Regions from separate parts of the Mus musculus genome. Here all the other regions are linked to region 1. Evidence: chromatin contacts called from public Hi-C and HiChIP or PLAC-seq data. All regions are on one chromosome and are shown on one strand. The core of a region is the stretch at or near the end of the contact, and the rest is flanking DNA. Distances in the headings are between cores, read along the strand shown. Region 1 holds the start of Arl8a (ADP-ribosylation factor-like 8A). Region 2 holds the start of Kif21b (kinesin family member 21B). Region 3 holds the start of Lad1 (ladinin). Region 4 holds the start of Phlda3 (pleckstrin homology like domain, family A, member 3).

Region 1 (3,052 bases), core at 222-2,721:
TCTCTAGCAACAGAGTAAGGCTCTCGGGAGCAGAAACAGGCTACTAGATCTTCACCCCTAAGATACACTCTTTTCCAGTACTTCTAAGGACATGGTAACAAAACTGTAATCAATGGAAGGGAGACACAGAGGCACTACCTTGTTCAGGGTGCTGTAACAAAGCACCCCACACCCCACAACTTATAAACAACAGAAAGTTGTTGCTCATGGCTTGAAAAATGGGAAAGTGATCTGTCATGGTACGGGTAGATTCAGGGTCTGGTTAGGAGTCACTTTTTGGCTAATAGATTACAGCCTTCTCTTTGTAGCCTCAAGATGGGAGGAGTATAGGCTCTGGGCACCTCTGTTGTTCTCTCCTTATATAAGGGCACTAATCTTAGCTAGGAGGCCTCCCCCCTCATAACCTAGTCGCCTTATATGGTCATCACTTTGAGGAGTGGGATTTCAATATATGAATCTGGGGGAAAGACACAGAAATGTAAAGCAATGAAAATCTATTACTTTGTATGATAACTTAAACTTTAATTTAAACATGTCAGACTATAGCATGTACCTACGGAGGAAGAGAAGAACTTATTAGACAGATGTTAGTAAATCAGAATAGGCTGATCCAGATGTTGAGGGCTGTCTGGTTCTTTAATAGGTTTAATCCATACAGTTGATGTTAACAGTTCATCACAGCCTCCAGGTGAAAACCGACCCCCAAAGAGAGCCCAGCTGCCTAGGAATCCTGAGACCAGGAAGGCACAGCCGGTTGACTGAGCTGTTATCTCCTGCAAGGGAGGATGGGGACTTCTTGGCAGACTCTCCACCACCCACTATCAAAAACTTTGTATCAAAATAGCATACATTTTTTCCTTTGCTACCGCCGTTCCTCACAGGGAATCCCTTGCCCTGATTTTGCCCGTCTCTTTATAGTGAAGACAAGCATCAAGTTCAAATGTCGATCTCACTTTGGGCTTCCCAGACAAGTAGCCTGGCAAACTGTGGTTAACAAAACAAGATGGAGTATTAAGGGCTCTAAATCCGGCTGTTACTCTCTATGGCATTTCGGGGGATGGAATTCGGTACCCAGAGATGCTCAGAGGCAAAGGTTCAGGGAACAAAACCGTTTCTTGGAGATCTTCATGTCACGGTTCTTCGGCCTGGAAATACCCTAGCTTAATCGGGACACCACCCGCCCAGGACCGACCACCGTTCAAGCCAGAAAGCGGTGCAGTCAGGGCGGGGCAAACGAGGGCAGCAGAAAAAATAAAATTACAGCTTTCTCCGCAAGCGCGCCATCACGCTCCTCCCGGCCGCCGCGGGTCCCCGCCGCCCCGCCCGCGGGCGCTGGCCTAGGCCGCGCGCGAGACTGGAGCGCGCTCGGGTGCGAGCAGGACGCGGCCCGGCCCGCGGGAGGGCGGCGGCGGCGGAGGAGGAGGTGGAGGCGCCGTGGCCACACCCATCGGCGAGCGGATCCTCGGGCAGCGCGTCGTCGGCCGCCGCGCTCCAGCCTCCGCCCGCACCGAGCCGCGGGACCCGGCCGCACCGGGGAGGGGCCGCTCCGGGCCGCAGCGCGAGGGCACCGAAGGCGGCGGGGACCCGGCACCGGGCGCGGCCGGTGGCAGCGACCATGATCGCTTTGTTCAACAAGCTGCTGGACTGGTTCAAGGCCCTGTTCTGGAAGGAGGAAATGGAGCTCACGCTGGTGGGGCTGCAGTACTCGGGCAAGACCACCTTCGTCAACGTGATCGCGGTATGCGGGCAGATGTGTCGCCGGCGCCGCGCCCTAGGCAGCTGGGGTCGGCGCCTGGCGTGGCCCGGCACCGCCGGGTTCCGGGCAGGGAGGAGCCGGCTCCGGGCACTTAGGGCCTAGCACGGTTCTTGGGGGACCGACTGGCGTGCCACCCGTTCTCTGGCCTGGGCTAGGATGGCAGGGCTGGGGGCGGGGTAGCGAGGACCAGGGGAACCGAGCTTGCGTTCCGGAGCTGGCGGCACGGAGATGTCTCCACGCACCGGGAACCCGCCGCAGGCTGACAGGCCCCCGAGGCGGGCGCAAAGAGGCATGACGGGGCGAAAGTGCCCGGACAATCCCGCTCCGCGCGTGGAGGGTCACGGGACGCGCGGCCGGAGCGTGTTGCCAGGGTGCCCTAGCAGCCCAGCCCCACCCCGAGGGCTCTGCCTACCCTTGCTGGACGCGGAAGCCGCGGCCCTTTGGGGCGGGGGGAAGGTATCCCTAGAGGCAGAGGAGTCAGCTGAGGTCCTGGCTCTAGTCCAGACTCCTCCCCGGAACCTGTCCCGGGCCTGCCTTAGCGTTGGGGTCCCGAAAGCATGGCACCATAAAGGGAGTTGGGAGACTCCACTTGGCTCAGAAGTTGCAAGAGTAGGTACCGAGGACCCGAGAGGATGAGCTGGAGGGGCGCCATCCACCTGGGGACAGGGGAGAGAGCAGCTTTGGAGACTCAGCACTGGGGGAGGCGGAGGAGAGAGGGGGGTGATTGCAGTTGTATGTCTGTGCCAGAGGAGTGGTGAAGAAGGAGTTAAATTTTCTCTTTAAAAAAGAGGAAGATGAGCTCCCTGGGCGTGAGCTGAGCTGCAGTAATGGCTGCAGCCTGTATTTCCAAGCTAGGCAAGACTGGGCTTATGGGACCAAGTAAGGCTTGGGACGGGGACATAGTTCCCCCCCCCCCCCCAGAACCTAGGCCCGTTCCCAAAGATGGGTTTTCCAAGGACTGTGAATTCGCCAGATATAGGCTAAAGATGCTGATGTGCAGGTCCGCAAAGATGTGAGACCACCAGCTTCGGTACCACCACTTGCCTGTATTGTATTGTTGCCCGACCCTGAAGCCCCATAGGGCTCAATATCCCTGCAAGGGGAGCCTTCAGAGGGACTTAAAGGTGATCATAGCATGGGCGCTCTCTCTTCCCTAAATATGCTCCGCCATTGACCTCTGGACCTTCCCCTACTCAGTGACCCTTCTTATTCCACGGGCCTCTGCTGATGTTTGGGACATGTTTTTCTGAACTAACACACATTTGCTTCCTGACTGCCATGCTGTGTCCCTAGGAC
Region 2 (3,052 bases), core at 300-2,799, 980 kb after region 1:
CAAGTACCTCCCCGTGTAAGCACCGCTCAGCTCTCCACATCCTCCTTTTGTTAGAAGACAGGGAGCAGCGTCCCAATTTCCCAACACTGTCTCTTGCTCTAAGGAATTTGATTCACTGGCTTTGGGTTTCAGATGCTAATATTAATAAAATATATAGGATCCCACCAGGACCCCTTACACACCACCATCACCACTACCTCTCTGGGGCTCTGGCTCTCCTCCTGTTTGCTACGAGGGTAGGAAGAATGAGCTGACCTAACTTTCACATTTTCCCTTAAAACTATTCCAAACAGGCACCTGGGTTCCCGAGTGGAGCAGTCACAGATGGGGGTGGGGAGTGGGGAATGATGGCACCAAGAAGTGGATCCTCAGGACCCTAACGTACATCCCAGCCAAGACGTCTCACAGGGTTTCATCATCTGAGGCTGATGCAAGAAGCTTGGAGCCAGACTCCCCTGCCTCCCCTCCCCCAGAGGTCTCCATCCACATCTTGAGCTGCAGCTGGGTCCTCCTCTTGGGCCTTTTCCAGAGGAAGGAGCTGGGTGAAGCCTGGGAAGGGAGGGCAGCTGGTGAGGGGCCCTGTGAATGGTCCTAATGTTGGTTGTTGGGGGGCAGGGAGAAGAGTGGGGCTGGGAGGGTGCAGGGGTGAACTGGAATGGGACTTGACTTCACATTACTGGTCTCCTTTCTCATAGCCCTGTGTTGAAAAGTCTCCTGGGCTAATCCTTTATATACATTTCTGATGGCAGCGCTGGCCTCCTTTGCCTTCTAGCTTCTCCCAGGTATCTGGAGTCAAGTGCTTCTTTGTTCCTACTACTTCCCAGGCAGATCTGGCCTCCCACATCGACTCCCCCACACACAACCCGCCCCCCCCCCCCACTGTCACAAAGAGTGTGAACCAGGCCCTGTGGGTCATAAAGGTTAGTGGGACCCTGGTTTAGTGAGGAGAACCTGAGCCAGTCAGCCATCAAAGCAAACTATGAGCTTAAAGATGTTGCAGAGTGGAGGTGGGGAAATTTACTTCCACATCAACAAGAATCCCCTTCAATAAAGGTTGGCGGATTTACCGAAATAAATGCAGAAGGGACACTTCGCTGACTCTTTCAAATTGCAAATTGCTCATCTCTATGAGATGCTTTGAGGTGCAGCACACCGCCCAGCCCAGAGACCAGGTTCTTACCCATGCCTAGCCACAGACTCGCTGTATGACCTTGGGGTGTTCCTCTTTGAGTCCCGTTCCTCATTTAGGAAAGGAAGATCCCACTGAGACTGAGGTACCATGACTTCGAGGGCCGTGGTTCCCGAATGGTCAACTTCCCAGGGACGAGTCCATCATGCCACTCCCGCTTTCACTCCCAAGCCCTCCAATCCTACCCCGCCCCTCCCAGCCACCCGATGGACGGGAGCCAAGAGGTCTCTTTAAAGGCTCAAGTCCCGCCTCTGCTGCTCGTTGGGGCCTTCTATTGGCGGCCTCTGGGAGGGGCGGGGCCCTGCGCGGCTCTGAGGGGCTGGGGGTGGGTCCTGAGGTGGCTCGGCCCCCGCCCCCTTTGTTCGCGCTGCGGCGGGAGGTGGCGGTCCGGGTGGGAGGTGTGTGCGCGCGCGTGTGCCGCGCTGTAGGGAGCTGCGGGTCTCACTGCCCGCTGTCAACGAGCTCAGCACCTCCGCGCGATGGCTGGAGGAGACGCATGGGACCAGCCCCGTGGGGCCGGCCGCGGCTGAGCCCCTCTGCCGCCTCCTGCGAGCATGTCACCTCCAGCCTACGAGGTCGCTTTCGCTAGCAGGGTCCCTGCCTCCGCCTTCTGCAGCCGCAGCCGCTGCCTGGAGCAGTGGCCCCCGGACCCCCGCCCCTGATCCGCGCCCAGACCCTGGTGCCGGAGGACCATGGCTGGCCAGGGCGACTGCTGCGTCAAAGTGGCCGTCAGGTAAGGGTCGATGGCGGGGAAGGGGCGTGCGAGGAGGGGTTCGAGCTTTGTCTCGCGTGTTCTCGGGCGGGGGGCGCGGGCACCGCTCGAGCTGGAGTCTGCAGTCCAGGAGGAGGGGCCGACGCGCGCTGGCCCGGCTGCCGCAGGGGAGCGGCGGCCCAGCGGACTGATGGAAGGTGGCTTTGTTTGGGTGGTAATTTCTGGCCCCTCTTGGGAGCACTTAATGATCAGAAAATCGAATAAACAAGGAAATCCGGTATTTCACACCCAGCTTTGGCCCAGGCCGGAGCGTCTGTGTGTTTCCTCTTGTCCTCCCCATGAGGCTGCTGTCTCATTCTGGGGTATAGGAGGGAATCCCCCCTCCCCCCATCTACCCCAGTTAGCCAGTTCTACGCTCTTGATCCAGCTCACCATCCTGGGAGCGGATACAACAGACAAAGATCGGTTGTGGGACCCATGAAAGGGTTGGAATGGTGCCTTGGCTTTCCACGGGGTGCCAATGGCTTTTGGAGAAAGCCCTGCTGGTCCTGCCCCAAGAGGAGATGGTGCTAGGGAGGAAGAAAAAGGTGTATCCGAGGGACTAATCCAGAAGGGGTGAAAGGGGTGACAGGACCCTAATGCTACATTCACAGGCACAAAGGTGAAACTGAGCAGGGGGGAAGGGCCCCTAGATTTATCTGGATTCCCATTCCCGATATCTGTAGGTATTAGAAGTAATCTGGCAGACATTAAGAGGAAAGAGGACGGGACTTAGTGGGTTCTTTTCCTAGGGGCACACAGGTGCAGGGACAGGAAATGCTACAAAGTTGAACTCTCTGTTCTTTGCAGAGAGTGAAGATGCCTCCCACCAGCTCTCCCGACTGTGTTTTGTGGTCTTCTCTTTAAGAAGAACATAGTGGGAGAGTAGCAATGTGAGTGAGCTGGTCACCAACTCACAGATGCACTGAGGAACATACATCTCTGGTTCTGGCCTTATAGAGTGGGGGAGGGGAGCAGTCAAATTCTAGGGTAGGTCCTTGAGACAAGTGTTCAAATCCCCTGGGTCAGAGATGACCCAGATTCCAGGGATCCTGGGAAGAAGCTCATAGACAAGATGAGAGAAATCGATGAGATAGGTTCTCTCTTCCTGC
Region 3 (3,052 bases), core at 186-2,685, 670 kb after region 1:
CAGCTTTCCATGACTCAGACTCCCAATGTCACCTTCAACAGGATGGATGACCTTCCCAAAATTGTGTGATCCTTCAAACTGCTACTGATCCAAACTGCTACTGAGCACACCTGTGCCCAGCAAAGTGTTGAGGCGACTCTGAGGCGAGATTCCCTTTCAATGCTTGGAAGCCAGGACATGGACACAGATTCCAACTCCATGTTATTGAAACTTCCCTCCCTCCTCTTTCCCACTCATCCCCTGTCCATGGGCTACGGGGCGCACAGTGCCAAGTCTCTCCGAGCTCCCACACCAACATCCAATGAACTATTGGACAGCTTTTTCTAAAACCTTTAATTCAAATGGGTGTTGAATGCAGTTGACAGCTTGACCATATGGAGACAGGTCCCCAAATGGAGTATCATAAGGTCCAAATGGCAAGAAACCCTCTGTTGGTCTCTGGTCAACTTCCTCCCTAAGACCTCTGGAATCCTTGTCCCTTGACCTGAATCCCTGACTCTGGAATCCTTGTCCTGAATCCCAGTTCCTCTCACATCGGGCAGAGGTATGTGAATCACTTCTGGGCCCACAGTTCAGCTTCCCAAAGCTCTTGCTAACCCCACTTCCTGTTCAGTGTCACCTTTGATTACACACTCCTCCCCCATCCCCTTCTTCGTTTCCTTTGTAGATTACAAAAATGGCCCCTCCAGCTCGAAGTGGTGGCTCCTGCCTTTAATTCCAGCATCCTCAGCTTTCAGGAGGCAGAGGCAGGTAGATCTCGAGAGGCAATCAGGCCAGACTCTGACATCCCATCCTGTGTGCTGGGCAGCACCCCAGCCTTCTCTGAACAGTGCCAGTAGCAGCTATTGATTCCATTTCTGATCTTTCAAGGAAAATAAAATTCCCCATCTAGGTATCTGACCTTACACATTCAGTAAGGAGGTAGGTTCCCGAGTGGAAAGCAGCTGGTGCTGCGCTCGCCCACGGGTTCCCACGGGTTCCCACGGGTGGTGTCCGAGTTGCCTCAGGTTATTGCAGTATTAATCTCAGTTACTTATGGACCCTCTTCCTACGACACAGTTATACACCTGTGGGGTATCAAGGAACAGGACCGTGCTTTTGGCGCATATGGTTTTTCATAGCGGTGTCCACTCTATTTTGGCGGGCTTGAGTCTCAGCTCCTTTGAGGAGGGGCTGGTTTTCTTACGCAGTGTCTGCTTATCTAAGCCGAGTCTTTCAGGTAGTTTCTGACCCCCGGGGTGTTTTCTAGGAGCCCCTTACTTCTTCACCGTTGCAGGCACTCTACACCCAAGACTACGGTACCTGATCTAACCTTTCTCCCTGCCTTCCAGCTCTTGGGTTTCTGCCGGCTAAGTCGATTTCCAGGCAGCGAGCTCAGCCTGACCCCGATCTTTGGGTTCCGTCCTCCCCCCAACCCCCTCCCCGACTCCCTGGCACTCTGGACCGCGACTCCCAGGGAAGACGCGGGCCGGCGCCGAGCTGGTCCAACTGGTTCTGAGCAGGAAGTCTCCCGCCCTCGCCCGGGGCAGCAGAGCAGCCCCGCGCTAGCCCCGGCGTGGGTGCAGCCCGCAGCTCGGTGCGACCGTCCCGCAGAGCGGCCGCGCGGGAGACCCGCCCCAGCGGTGATCAGCGCGGCTTTGTCTGGGACGCCCACACCTCAGAGGCCGCTCCTCCGGCCGGCGAATGGGAGCGCGGCGGCGCGGGGCCGAGCCGGGCTGAGATAAGCGGCCATGTGACCCTACCTGGCGCGGGGAGGGGCCGCAGGTGAGCGGCGGAGCAGGGAGCTCGGCACGCGGCGGCCGTGGGGCTCGGCAGCATGTCGGTCAGCAGAAAGGACTGGTCCGCGCTGTCCAGGTGAGTGCAGCCACAGGGGCCGGGTGGCCCGAGGCTGGGGGGTGGGAGCTGTGCCCCTTCGGATCTCCTCTCCCAGACACAGGCCTGCTCTCCGGACGAAGTGAGACACTGGTCTTGTTGCTTTTCGGTGGGGATAGAATTGAGACCAAACTCTGGTCCCCCTAGGTGACAGAGCGGGTGGTCTCCTTGCTCCTTCTCAGCTTCCTGTCCCCTTAGGTCTTAACCAGTACGTTTAGGGTAAGGCTTTTCCGCAGCCTGGACAGCCCAGGGTGCTACTGTCTGTGAGGGCAAGGGACCGTTTTAGGGGGCTGGGAAAATTCAAGAGTTACCCCAAGACTTATTCTTGAGCGGACCCTCAGCCTCTGCGCCTCTGTTAAGAGTTTTAGAATGGATCTGGGAAGTGTCCTTTAGCCCCACCTTATGGAGTCAACAGAACCCGGGTGTGTGAATAGAATCAGAGAAAGTAGCACCCCCACCCCATCCCAAAGAGAGGCTCAAATTCTGAGCACAACATTTGGAGTGGTATCTATGCCACTTGAGGTAAGATGTTATCCTTGTCTGCGCTACAATCTGTGTTTGTGAATCTCAATGGGTCAGAGAATATCTTTGCCATTTCTGCCTGCTGGACAGCCTATCAGGGTCAGAGAAGCCTAGGAGGGGTCAGTATCTAGGAGGCCGCCCCTCTCTTTGTGGCTCCTCTTGGAGCTGCCCCTCCCTCTCCAGAAGTGTTGGAATGAGCATCCGTTCTTCCAATTCCTCACACTGAGTCCCTAACTGGGAAGGCATCCTTTGTCCTAAAGGTAACAGAGGCTCCGGCCAGAGCCCTGTCCTTTCTATTCCTCAGGTTCCAGTCAGGGTAAAATTGGCCTCTTGGCTTCTCTCAAGTGGGCTTTCAGTCTTCAGGTCTTTTGTGGGGTCGGAGCTACGACTGCAGGTGCAGCCCAGTATGGGTACCACCTCCTATCAAGGCATCTCTCACACTGAGAGCTGCTGCCCCTCAGCACCTCCCTGAGGGCATCAGAGTCTTTCAGTCACAGTCTGTCACAGTTCATCCTTTGGTTTGAAGACTTCCTCCTCAGAGCCTTAGGACACTGCTCTGAAGTATGGCTGTCCCTCACCTCAGCCTCAGTGCAGAGAGGGCCATGGTATCCAGTGAAGGGGAAGGATAGGCTCCAAGGAGGGTGAGAACCAATGCTCT
Region 4 (3,052 bases), core at 252-2,751, 620 kb after region 1:
GAAGGAAGCAGTAGAGATGGGCTCAATGGAGACACTCCTCCCGGTCCCACTCCCACCCCCATTTCCTAAAGGAGAGAGGGTTGGTTAAGGCAGGATTCTGCCAGGTTGGTCAACTCAGCAGTCCCTAGAAGAAGGCTGAGGGGAAAGCCACACCATAGTGGCTGGCCGACAAGTCCCTAAGGGCACTGTCTAATCTCTCTCCTGGAGTGGCATTGTGGGAGTTGGGAGCTGAGGGACAGGGAGAAGGTCAGAGGGAGGGACAGACAGGGCTCTGGATGGGAAACTGATGACTCTTTCTCTCCACAGCTGGCTTGGTTCTGCAGGGGAGGATACCCCCGGCTCACAACAGAATCCTCCCTGTGCCCGTTAGTTTTTCGACACCGAGGACCAAAACAGGAGGTGTGAGTACAAAGAGGTCTTCTTTCTGACTAATTATTTATCATTAGTCCCAGAACCTTTACGATTAACATGTCCATGAGTAGGTGTTTAAGAAACTTTGGCCTGGAGGGGTTGACCAAGAGGGCCAGATGAGGGAGGTCCTAGGAGAGACATCTTTCTCCGGCTTCTGACCTTATATGATGGAAGACATAGTAGGAAGAGAGAAATAACTGAGTTGGCAGATCTGTCCCGGGTCTTCACGAATGGTCACTAAGTTGCTCTTCGCAACAATCCTACCAGATCAGAATGGATTAGTTATCCCATTTGATACATGAAAGTATGGAATAAGGTTAGAGCCATTGGCCAGGTAGGAGAGGTTTGAAGTCAACTGAGAAAAGCCTGTCTCCCTTCAGCATAGTGTCCCAGGAGAAGCCCATTCTCTGCTGTGGACTCTGCAGAGAAGCCACAAGGCTGAGGGCTAACTGCAGTAGGCATGGTTGGGCTCCAAGTCAATGCTCTGTGAGACAACCCCACACCCACAGCACGTGTGTCTACTTCCCATTGATCCATCAGGATTTCTCTCTCCCCACTTTATACACACTATTTTCTAACGCCTACCTAAGTAGAGGCAGGGAAAGGTGGGAGAGTAGGTTGTCAGATCTGTGGCCAGCCTCCCTTGAGCCCAGCAGAGAGACATCTGCTGATGATGGTGGACAGACCCAACACTAGCTTTTGGCAGAGGCTGGGCGACCAGAACTCTCGTGCTCTGAGAAGCAGCGGGTATTTGACACCCACCCTGCCATGGTGCCACTGCGTTATCGTCAAGCCGGCCCCACCCCAGGCCAGCAATGACCTGGCTCCTCTAGGAGAGGATCCTCGGCCCTCCCCCACTTCTCCTCTTTCTCCTTCTGCTATGCCCCGGGTGTGAGGCCGGGGTGAACGGTTGAGGCTGGGGGTCGGGTGAGGGGCTCGGAGCGGTGTTTTAAGAAGGGGCAGCCCGCAGGCTATTGAGAAAGCAGCCCCCTCCCGGGCCCGCGCTGCTGATGGGTGTTGGAGCCCCACTGCAGCCCCGCCCCCCGGGGCCCTGTCCGGGCGGGTGCGCGGCGCAGAGGGGAGGGCCAGCGGGGCAGGAATGCGCGGCGGGCGGCGCAGGAGGCGAGCGGTGGAACATGTAAGGGCACATCCCGCCAGCAGCCGCCCAGCTCGCAGACGGAGCGCAGGGGAGCGGGCGTGCGGGCGGCGAGGCGCAGGGCACCGGGTAGAGGCTCGGGGAGGTCGAAGCGGCGCGCAGGGTTCCAAGCCGGCGGCGAGAGAGTAGCATCGCACGAGCCTCCCGGTACCCGCTGTCTGCGAGGCGGCCCGGGCCGCAGGCTCGACCGCACAGGGAGCAAGGCCAACCAGCTCCAGGGCGCGAGAAGCCGGCGCTGTAGAGCCGGGACAGCCGGGATCGCCGCAGCCTCCAGAGCTGTGGGAACCTCGGGGTGCCCATGACGGCGGCGGCGACCGTGCTGAAGGAGGGCGTGCTGGAGAAGCGCAGCGGCGGGCTGCTGCAGCTGTGGAAGCGGAAGCGCTGCGTGCTCACCGAGCGCGGGCTGCAGCTCTTCGAGGCCAAGGGCACGGGCGGCCGGCCCAAGGAGCTCAGCTTCGCCCGCATCAAAGCCGTGGAGTGCGTAGAGAGCACCGGGCGCCACATCTACTTCACGCTAGTGACCGAAGGCGGGGGCGAGATCGACTTCCGCTGCCCCCTCGAAGACCCTGGCTGGAACGCTCAGATCACCCTGGGCCTGGTCAAGTTCAAGAATCAACAGGCCATCCAGACTGTGCGGGCCCGGCAGAGTCTTGGGACTGGGACCCTTGTGTCCTAAACCATGAGGCGTATCATTTTATCGACATGCCCCCCCTCTCCCATCTCCGTGCCCAGAAGACATGTCAGGTGAGTCCCAGAGCACTGAATCCTCTCTCTTCTTCCTCCTCTGCTCTCTATAGAAAACCAGGGGCTTTGATTTCTATCCCAAAGCTGGACGATCCCAGAGAAGGTTGTTGGGACCAACAGAGCGTAGATCCGAAGAGAATGTGTTTTTGGAAGCCGGGCCTTTTGCCAAGTGAGCAGAGCAGGCCCTTTCCCTAGGGCACCAGGCAGGAGGGTCCTTAATGTAACCCAAGTGTCGGAGAGGAAGATGGGTGGGAGCACGGAGAGAGAGCACGGGTGGGATAGGCCTCCTCAGAGATTGGTTCACTCACCATAGGACTCCTGCGTTGTATGACTGTCTTCCAGAATGAATGCATGCTGGAGAATGTAAGTGTTGAACTGCGATGACAACTCACTACGGTGTAGTTATCGAAGGAGTTATAAGGGCTTGCGAACAAAACCATGCTGTCTTAGGTCCCTACGTGGGGCCTCAGTGGAAGGCTGGGCTGAGCCAATGGCTTCAAAAACTCATTCTTGATAATGGATCTGGGGCTCCAGGGCTGAGGTGTGGGAGCATAAAGGAGTGTGAGATGTGGAATGTGAGATGTGGCCGGGACATCATTGCAGGGATGATAGGCCTGGCCTATCCATGAGTGCTGGCCAAAGGCATGCTGGGCCAGAGGAGGAGAAGCTAGAAGAGGGATGGGTGGCTGAGAACAGGATGGGGCCATGCATCTCTATTCATGATGTCTTAATCCTCCTAAA

What was found. Hi-C and Micro-C count contacts between places; a contact is called where the count stands out from the background. HiChIP or PLAC-seq counts read pairs in DNA pulled down with a chosen protein or histone mark.
Region 2: a contact with region 1 is called in a Hi-C map of regulatory T cells, with 3 times the contacts expected there. The contact joins the promoter of Kif21b here to the promoter of Arl8a in region 1. A contact is called at or near these places in 4 of 484 Hi-C or Micro-C datasets (CD4 T cells, the G1E-ER4 cell line, neutrophils and 1 more) and 1 of 115 datasets of contacts at active chromatin or transcription factors (pancreatic cancer cells).
Region 3: a contact with region 1 is called in an HNF4G HiChIP or PLAC-seq map of pancreatic cancer cells. The contact joins the promoter of Lad1 here to the promoter of Arl8a in region 1. A contact is called at or near these places in 1 of 484 Hi-C or Micro-C datasets (CD8 T cells) and 1 of 115 datasets of contacts at active chromatin or transcription factors (pancreatic cancer cells).
Region 4: an H3K27ac HiChIP or PLAC-seq map of embryonic stem cells shows a contact between it and region 1, with 6 read pairs. The contact joins the promoter of Phlda3 here to the promoter of Arl8a in region 1. A contact is called at or near these places in 1 of 39 promoter capture datasets (cranial neural crest), 1 of 15 datasets of contacts at CTCF or cohesin (embryonic stem cells), 5 of 115 datasets of contacts at active chromatin or transcription factors (astrocytes, embryonic limb bud, embryonic stem cells and 1 more) and 1 of 9 other capture datasets (adipose tissue).

Annotation. Positions count from the first base shown.
Region 1 is chr1:135,145,363-135,148,414 of GRCm38.p6, forward strand. Arl8a (ADP-ribosylation factor-like 8A) reads left to right here and starts at 1,472. Exons shown (of 7, transcript NM_026823.2): 1 at 1,472-1,738. The coding sequence starts at 1,616.
Region 2 is chr1:136,129,841-136,132,892 of GRCm38.p6, forward strand. It overlaps Kif21b (kinesin family member 21B), which reads left to right and starts at 1,550. Exons shown (of 35, transcript NM_001039472.2): 1 at 1,550-1,922. The coding sequence starts at 1,882. It overlaps Gm15850 (predicted gene 15850), which reads right to left and starts at 1,343. Exons shown (of 3, transcript NR_046170.1): 1 at 1,181-1,343.
Region 3 is chr1:135,817,163-135,820,214 of GRCm38.p6, forward strand. Lad1 (ladinin) reads left to right here and starts at 1,436. Exons shown (of 10, transcript NM_133664.3): 1 at 1,436-1,854. The coding sequence starts at 1,817.
Region 4 is chr1:135,764,584-135,767,635 of GRCm38.p6, forward strand. It overlaps Phlda3 (pleckstrin homology like domain, family A, member 3), which reads left to right and starts at 1,502. Exons shown (of 2, transcript NM_013750.2): 1 at 1,502-2,311. The coding sequence starts at 1,866. The coding sequence ends at 2,243.